Regions from separate parts of the Lactuca sativa genome. Here region 2 is linked to region 1. Evidence: chromatin contacts called from public Hi-C data. All regions are on one chromosome and are shown on one strand. The core of a region is the stretch at or near the end of the contact, and the rest is flanking DNA. Distances in the headings are between cores, read along the strand shown. Region 1 holds the start of LOC111898371 (putative ABC transporter C family member 15). Region 2 holds the start of LOC111908045.

Evidence for each region. A called contact is a pair of places that touch in the nucleus more often than the background predicts.
Region 2: a contact with region 1 is called in a Hi-C map of bud, with 6 times the contacts expected there. The contact joins the promoter of LOC111908045 here to the promoter of LOC111898371 in region 1. A contact is called at or near these places in 2 of 4 Hi-C or Micro-C datasets (bud and leaf).

The regions. Positions count from the first base shown.
Region 1 is chr5:72,254,877-72,259,340 of Lsat_Salinas_v11, reverse strand. LOC111898371 (putative ABC transporter C family member 15) reads left to right here and starts at 1,701. Exons shown (of 12, transcript XM_023894291.3): 1 at 1,701-1,898; 2 at 2,264-2,381; 3 at 4,146-4,464. The coding sequence starts at 2,351.
Region 2 is chr5:72,910,235-72,914,688 of Lsat_Salinas_v11, reverse strand. It overlaps LOC111908045, which reads right to left and starts at 1,550. Exons shown (of 4, transcript XM_052764179.1): 1 at 1,261-1,550; 2 at 791-955. It overlaps LOC111908053 (small nucleolar RNA snoR26), which reads right to left and starts at 310; the gene lies at 221-310.

The DNA.
Region 1 (4,464 bases), core at 452-2,951:
CTTCACACCAACGTAATTTGTCAATCGGGAAAAAGGGAATTAAAACCATGAGGTTTACTTTACTATATATAGGTATGCCGTTAAATATTATCGAAGTTAAATGCTTTTTAGGATATCATAAATAATTAAGAGACGTATCAAGTTAGCACATATTCTTGAAAAGTTCAACAATTACCATTTGAGCCAAAGTACACTGACAACACTATCGACTTTTGAGAGAAATAATGAGATAAAAAAGTGTTAGAAATTGTTTAACATTTATATGAAAAAGTAGAAAAAAAATGTAATAGTTAAATCTTAAATGTTAGAAAAGTAGTTTGATTCAAAAACAATAACTTTTATATAAATAACAAATTTATATTTTAGATGGTTTTATAATTATAATTTTTTTTTAAACAATAAAACTAAAATATTCTTAAACTATTCCTTAAGTTCATCTATGTCCAGACTCGCATAAAAACAAAAAGGTGTTTAGAAATCAATTCATTGTAAGAAATAGAATATAAATTTTGTCTATTTATTTATTATAGCATCTTGTTAGGCAAACTTTTTATTTGATAAAAATAACCGGTAATTATAAAATGTGGAAAAAACAATGATTATTAGAATTAAAAAAAAATGGAAAACAATGATTGTTGGTTTTTTAATTCTTTCAAATTTCTTTGTAGTTTAGAAAATGGAAAATTTTCATTTTCCATGAAAAATTTAGAAAAATAGACGAACTAAACGCGTTTCAAAATTCTTATTTTTCTTGGAAAATTTTTCTGAAAAACAACCAATTTTCCACGACTAACAAAACCTTAGGGTGCGTTTGGTTGTGGAAAATTGTTTTCATTTTCTAAAAAAATGTTTTCAGAAAATAGAGTTGAATTTTCATTTTCAATTTTCAATGAAAATTTTAGAAAACGCATTTGGTTGAAACTTGAGGAGTTTTCATTTTCCATCTTAAAATTTTGGAAAACTTCGGAAAACTGTAAAAATCATTTTTCTAACTTACATACAATTTAGAAAAACTGAAAATCTTCATTTTCTTAGAAAACTTTGGAAAACTAAACGAACCAAACGCGTTTTCAAAATTTCCGTATTTTTTGAAAAAAATTTCCTAAAAAACTAAAAAAAATTTCAAAACCAAACTTACCCTTAGTGTGCGTTTGGTTGTAGAAAACTGTTTTCATTTTCTAAAAAAATGTTTTCAGAAAATAGATTTGAGTTTTCATTTTCAATTTTCAATGAAAATTTTAGAAAACGCGTTTGGTTGAAACCGGTGGAGTTTTCATTTTCCATCTTGAAAATTTTGGAAAACTATTAAAATCACTTTTCTAATTTAGATACAATTTGAAAAACTGAAAATTTTCATTTTCTTGGAAAATTTTAGAAAACCGAATGAACCAAACGCATTTTCAAAATTTCCGTTTTTTCTGGAAAATTTTCCTAAACAACTGAAAAAATTTTCACAACCAAACGCACCCTTAGTTTTTTGACAAACTATTTTTCCTCTCTCTTTCTACATGACACTCTCTCCATTGTCGTCTCTGACTTCATCCTATCAAACAACAATAATACAAAACCCAAAAAATTATATATATATATATATATATATATATATATATATATATATATATATATATATATATATATATATATATATATATATATATATATATATTCTGAAAATATTCCATTCACCCTGTTTTTAAATCATGAGAACATAGCCTTAATGGTAGATGACTATCTCCGTACGTACTTTCTTATATATATAACATCAATCACGAAAGTGTTGTATAGCTTAGAACCTCTCTCCAACTCAATATCACAAGAAGTAGACCATTCATTCATTCCGGTCAAGAACAGTCGGATGCTTTCTGAAGACATGTTCATCTCCACCAACATATTATCAGGTTGGTATTGTTAATTAGAATCCTACTCATTAATACAGACAAACGTAACAGTGTTGGTGTAAAATAACTCAAAACTATGCTCATATTCAAGATGAACTTATGGGGTTTTTGTAAACTATACGTAACTTTAAGTGTCTTTTTTATTCAGAAAAGTGCAGTGTTGATGTTCATTTTCTTGATATTAACCTCCAACGTACATCTTTGGTCCTTTCTTTGTAATTTCCTTTGGGAAGACATATATAGGAGGAAAAAGGAGATTTGAAGTCCGTGACACATGAATTATTATCATCCACACAATGAAATAAGATACCATCAAACTGATTGATTGATTGATTTTTTTTGTTTTATATATAAATGTGATATAGTTGACAAGCTCTCTTCAAATTGATACATGAAATATTCGTCTGTACAAGTGAAGAACTGTTCAAGTGTGGAGGTAAACCGTGGTTTGAATGCTTTCTAAAGCTATGGAGGTCATAAAAGGTTAGTTCTATATCTTAACAGCTCCATGATAATTTTAAGAGTATCGATGAACATCTTTAATTTGGGCTCTTAAAAGTCTTGAATTCGACTTAGCAATGACTGGTTTTTCAAGGATAAATAACATAGTTCTTGATATATACTATGTTTTTTTTGTGGAAACCTATGCATTTCAATTTGGAATATCAGAAGAACATTGATAAGTCAAGTTAATTAGATGCTACAATTTTTTTATATATATTTTTGGAATGTCTTTTAATATTTAAAAAAGTGGATGTGATTGTGCTCGGTGATTAGAAAGGAAAGTCGACTGCGGTTTTCCTTATGAGTAGAAGATAGAGGTGGCAAAAAGGATAGTGGAGAGGTGTTGGGTACTGACTCAATCGGGTGCTAAGCCTTTTTGTCGAAGATTTTTTTTTGTCTATTTTTAATATTATTTTTTTAGAAAGAGAGTCTATTTTAATATTATATATAATTAAAATGTTAAATGTAACTTAGTGTTTTAATTCGCTTTAGATGGCATTTCACTTGTTTTCTTTTTGCCTCATTTATTTATATTTTTTAGACCGCTTAGAATAAATATAACCCAAATCGACCATTTTCACAAGTAATGAGTAAAAATTGACTCGAATAAATGGTCATTGGTGTTTCACATTTGGAGTCTACAGGGTTAAACTAGATCCTAGCTAGTGCGAAAGGGTAAAAATATTTATTGTGTGTTGCTTTGGAGATTTTGTGTTGTTAGCTTTAAAAAAATGAAAAAGAAAAAAAAAATTGTCTTATACATAGTTTTAAATTTTTATTTTAAATAAAAAGTTTTAATTTAAAAAACTATTTCAAGTAGTTTTTAAATACTTTTGACCTTTTAATACTTTTAGCTTTTTAGTTTTATGTAAATTTGCAATTTTAAAAGCTAAAAAACTAACTTTATCCAACAATTTTACACATAAAAATTACATTGTCTAATTACCAATTAAATTAGACCAACTAGATTTTTCCTCCCTTGAAATATTCTAAAAAGCCATACATATTTTTTCTCATCTAGAGTAAATAAGTGTCCTAATGTAAATTATATAAAACGTGTGGCAGATTACAAGATTTTAATCGTCAAATAGAAAGCAAAATGGTTTGATTTATTAATTTCAAAAAAGAACTAGATTGACTATGAAGAAAAAGCCGAAATGGTCATACTCATAGGCAAAGCAAAATGTCAACTTTGACATATAAAGTCCAGCTTAGAGAATTCATAATTCATAGTTAGTTCAATAGGAGAGTTGAATGATGTGACATAGTATTTAATGGATTCTACCATTATGGTATGTCATTTTAGCATTCAATAGATATGAAATTCAATTACCATTGAACTCTTCAATGGAAAAAAAACATTTTAACTATTAAATATATATTTTATTGAACTCTACTGAATTCAATGCATTATTGGAAAATTAATATAAAGTTATATACTAATTAAAATAATGATGTATCAATCCATTAAACTCTAATAACTTTAATGCATTGTGGATGCCCTAAGTAAAATGATAAAGTGTCAATCTATTAAACTCAAATAAGCTAATGCATTGTGGATACACATATGTTTACTAATCTAAAACAACAACTAATTATGATTTCATCAATAAATTACACCAAAACCTTGTAATCTTGTCACCTAACACTTATTGTAACACCAAGAAATTCATACCAAATTGAAAGTTAAAATTTCAAAAGTTTGCCTAAATATCAAATGATTTTTTGTTGCATAACACACAGGTTTGAAGCTATCTGAATTTTGGGAACCATGGCTGCAGCCAGGCTCACCATGTTTGTGGGAAACTTCAAGCATTATTCTCCAACTTGGGTTCCTTGCAGTCTTATTAATCGGTCTTTTGAAGAGACTCATCGAGCCACAACTACGCACCCACGAACCAAAAACCAAGACCCATGAACTGAACCCATCCAACATCAAAATCGGCCTCTCATACAAACTAAGTCTAGCATGTTCCATACTCTTACTTGCAACACATATTATGATCCCAATAACCTTCAAAACCAGAAGCAAAGCACATTGCAAATATGGAATCCCTATTCT
Region 2 (4,454 bases), core at 301-2,800, 660 kb before region 1:
TTAAAACGCAAGCTGTATACTTATAACGGCAGCAACATCACCATTATACGGGGACTATGAACCCTAATGGAAAAACAACGCATTTACAGGCCGTAATGGGCCAGAATGGGCCGCATGTCTTCTTCTAAATTCTAAACTCTAAAGTCAAACAAAAACATTACAGTTTTAATAAACAAGTAAAGAAATTGATATATATTTGGCAACGTAAATGTAGAAGAAAAAGCATCTCAGAAATACTTTCCCCGTTGTTTTCTTCAGTATGAATCAAAGTGCAAGGATGACGAAGTCTGATTATCATCATCGATGCTAATTCAAATCCCACATAAACATCTAAAAACTAAATCGTTCAGATATAAAAGCAATTTTATACTGGTGTAATGGGAAGAAATGTGAAGCATATGCTACAATAAACAAATTAAGAAAAGTATGATGTTAGTCTGGCATTAAACCCAAAACAAAAAGACCTCAAAATCCAAAATAAACGACTGAAGGAATTGAATTCTGTCCCGTGTTTTGTTGGCAGGAAATGGGAAGGAATTCAATTCCATTCCTTATAATACTTCTGTTAGCTTTGTGAATTGGTTAAAGGCCATATCTTGCCGATTAAAAGGTGCCTAAAGCTGCATACCAACTACTAAAAAACAAAAAGAAAGAAATCAAGATAGTATAGAATTTTATCTGAGATATGGTCATAAGAAAACACAAAACATAAATTCATCTACTATAATATCACAAATACAGTTTCCACTTAGTAAAAAAAACATAAGAAAATCAAGTAAAAACAATGTACCTGAGAACGATCATTGAGCATCTGTTATAATGCTTGTCAGCCCTCAACTCCTGAACTGCACTTGGATTTTGCAAAAATGTGACAATTGGAGCCGCTGCCACCTCCAGAGACTTCAATCTTGCCACTACCTCTACTCTCCAGTAAGAACTCACAGCCTCGGAACAACTACATATATACATATAGATCTATAAATACGCATTATAAATTTTCACAGGATATTTTCTAAACACACATTAAACTTTATGAGTAGTGCTGAAAACCTCATAAAATTGGTGCAGATTTAAAGCAATATCTGTATCCATTTTATCGTTCGAAGCTACTACATTTAGCATCTGAATATCAAACTGTAACACTTCTCTTTATCTCGAACGAGGGTTTTAGAAACACGGGTATTCAGTATTCACACATGGATAATTGAAAAAACGGAAAAAATAGTAACAAAAATCATATGTAAATAGAGAGTTTACTACCTTGAGGAACATCTTCGGTATGGTAAAGGGACTTGGTGGATATCCATGGCGTAATCAACTGTTGTTCAAAAGCTCGATCTCAGATTTAAGGATTTGACCTTTTGGGTAAAGCTCGCGTTCTTGAGTGAATTCCAACAGCGGAAACACCAGATGCCTGTCGAGCTTCGGAGCAATTCGAGGTGTCAGATCGTATTTCGCCGTCGCCATGATTTGATTTGATGTTTTTTTAGGTTTCCCTTCGATTAAATATATATATGGAGGTAGATGGTGGCTACGATGCTGTTGTTAGGGTTTTGTGGCTCTCCTCGCCTTTCTTTTCGTTATTCGCTCTTTCTTCTGTCGTATGCGACTTTCGGCCCTCGATCTTTAATCAATGTTACAACTCATTCCTATCTTTTGATTTTGTTATTTTCTTTATAGAGTTTTAACTTTTTTTTTATAATGAAAGTTCTAAAATTCTATTAAAGTTCTAATAATATTAGTTAAGTTTTTAATTATAATTTTGTCACCATTTAGCAATTAGGTAAAACTATATCATGTTCACCAGGTAACCATCCTACGTGGATGCCACGTGGAAGTTTCTTTTAAAAATCCTATAAAATTAATTTTATCTTTAAGGGACCAAGATCAAGAAAATCAACATCTTTAAGGGATCATTTTTTAAAATAAAGATTGAAGGGGAAGCATCCATTTGGAGGCTTGGTGACACAAGAGAGTTTCAAAACATTATCACCAGTCATATACAGAGCAAACCATAAGACATCATTGTTGATAACATGGTAGCACATGATCTTTATGATTGAACAGCTCGTGTTGTGGGTCCCTCCGATGATACCTAAGGTACCCGAGAACAAGATCCACATTCATTGAAGGACCAACCACAGTAAGAACATTGTAATCATTACACATAGGGAAATATAATACATTAATACTACTCAAATTCCAATTTCTACGTAACTTAATTTGTTTATTTTGGATTTTGATGTCTTTTTGTTTAGGGTTTAATGTCGGACTAACGTCAACTTCTCATTAAAAACAGATTCAACTTACAAGATAAACCTCACTACACGGATCCTATACTACACTCTTCGCTCAATATTGTTCTATCATAACAAATATCAACAACATGAAACCCTAACTAAGAGTTCTAGGAGATAAAAAAAACAAAAAAAACAAAAAAAAAATAGCATCATATAGATAATCTCGAGAGTATATTGTAAGCTAAAAATGAAAACCTAATTCTTTCCATTTATATATAGCATACAAGAATACAATATGTCTCACTATACATGTATGAATACAATTGTATCATTTAAGAGGATATAGTTGTCATACTATAAGTTCCAAAACCTTTAGTGCGTCCAGTTAAAGCTCCACACGTAGAAGCATCCAAGCTCTCACATACAATCATTTTAAAGTTGCATCTCTACTTTGATAACAATACCTAACAGCCCCTCAACCTTTAGTGCCAAGTTCCAAAAATTCCCCAACAAACCTGCACTAACTAGATTAAGTCAGTAGTGTCCATACTTGTTAGGTGATTAAGATTGTAAGGAAATAGACATTATTTCGAACAAGTATGCCCAAGGGTAGGGGTGAGCAAACCCAAACCAAGTAACCGAGAAACTGACTAAAACCGACGAAACCAAAACCGAGAAAACCGAAACCGGAGCAAAACCGACGGTTAGGGTTTGAAATTTTAAAAAATCGAAAAATCGGGTTCGGTTTCGATTTTTACCTAGAAACCGACCCATCCAACCCGAGAAACCGACCCATACTTAAAACCGACAAACCGCCCCAAGAAATCGACCCATACTTGATTGTTTTTTTTTGTTGTAATAGACTATTTTGGGCTTTGGTTGTAACTTGTAATAGACTCTTTGTTGTAAAACTCATGTTTTTTGAAGTATTTAACTTAAAATTGGTGTTTTTTGAAGTATTTAACATGTTGCTTCATTTATAAAAAATGGGTTAAAACCCAAAGCCGATGGGTTTAAACCCAGGACCCGTGAATGTATGGGTTGAACCCAAGAAACCGAAAAACCACCCAAACCGACCTCAGAATCCGAGAAACCAAACCGACCAGAAACCGATCCTTTTGGGTTCTGAAAATAAGAAACCGACCACTTATAATTTGGGTTGGGGTTGGGTCCAAAACCGACCCAAACTAACCCATGCACAGCCCTACCCAAGGGTATGACACATTTGTTTTATGTTACCCTTGACATTTTGGAATTGTAAAATCTCTATTGTCAACTATGGCTGCCATCATCATATCCTATCTTAATTTTCTAATGTAAAAATGAATATTGTCCATAACTCCAGAAATATTAATTAAAAATTTCATATTAGATAAGAAGCAATCTTGTGGATTGGAAAGAGAGTCGTATTTATGAAGAAGATCACCCTTTTGTTTTAGGCCGCCTTTGATATTTTGGAACCGAAGAATCTCCTTAGTCAATTCTATCTTAATTTTATAATTTAAAAGAGTATATTGCCTATAGTCAACTCTAAAAATAATAAGATTATTACTATTACTATCAATAATAAACTAAAGATTAGAAGAGTTAGAATTCCATGCTCCTTTCAAATTTCATGGAACCATATTATCGCTCATGCATCTTCCTGTTTATTAGTTTTTCATTTTTCATATGATTAATTGACACTGCAAGAGCTTTATGTACTTATTTCTTCGTATGTTCTTCATATTTAATTGTGTTTCCTTGCTGGCCTATTGCAGTTTCTCATATTCAACATGTTCTAAGCGAGTAGATTCATTGCTCGGTATCCAAACAACTAGGATTATGTCCAAGGGTATGCATGATTGTTAATTATGTAATTAAAATATCATAAAATGAGAATACGGTTGTGAAGGGGATGACATATCTATTTATGCTACCTTTGACATTTTGGAAGTCTAAAATCTCCATATTCAACTATGTATATAGTCTCTCATGATCATATCTTAATTTTATAATGTAAAAAAGAATATTGCCCATAACTCTATAAATAATAGCATAGTGTTTGCGAGCTATATTAATACAAGAAGTTCATACTAATTTGTTTTGGTTTCTTGAAACCAAATTCATCACTCATGAATCTTCCTCTTTATTTGCTTTTCATTCTTATATGCAGCAATATCTACCTTGTTTCTTGTATCCCAAGAAGAAACTATGCCCAAACAAGGTGCTCAG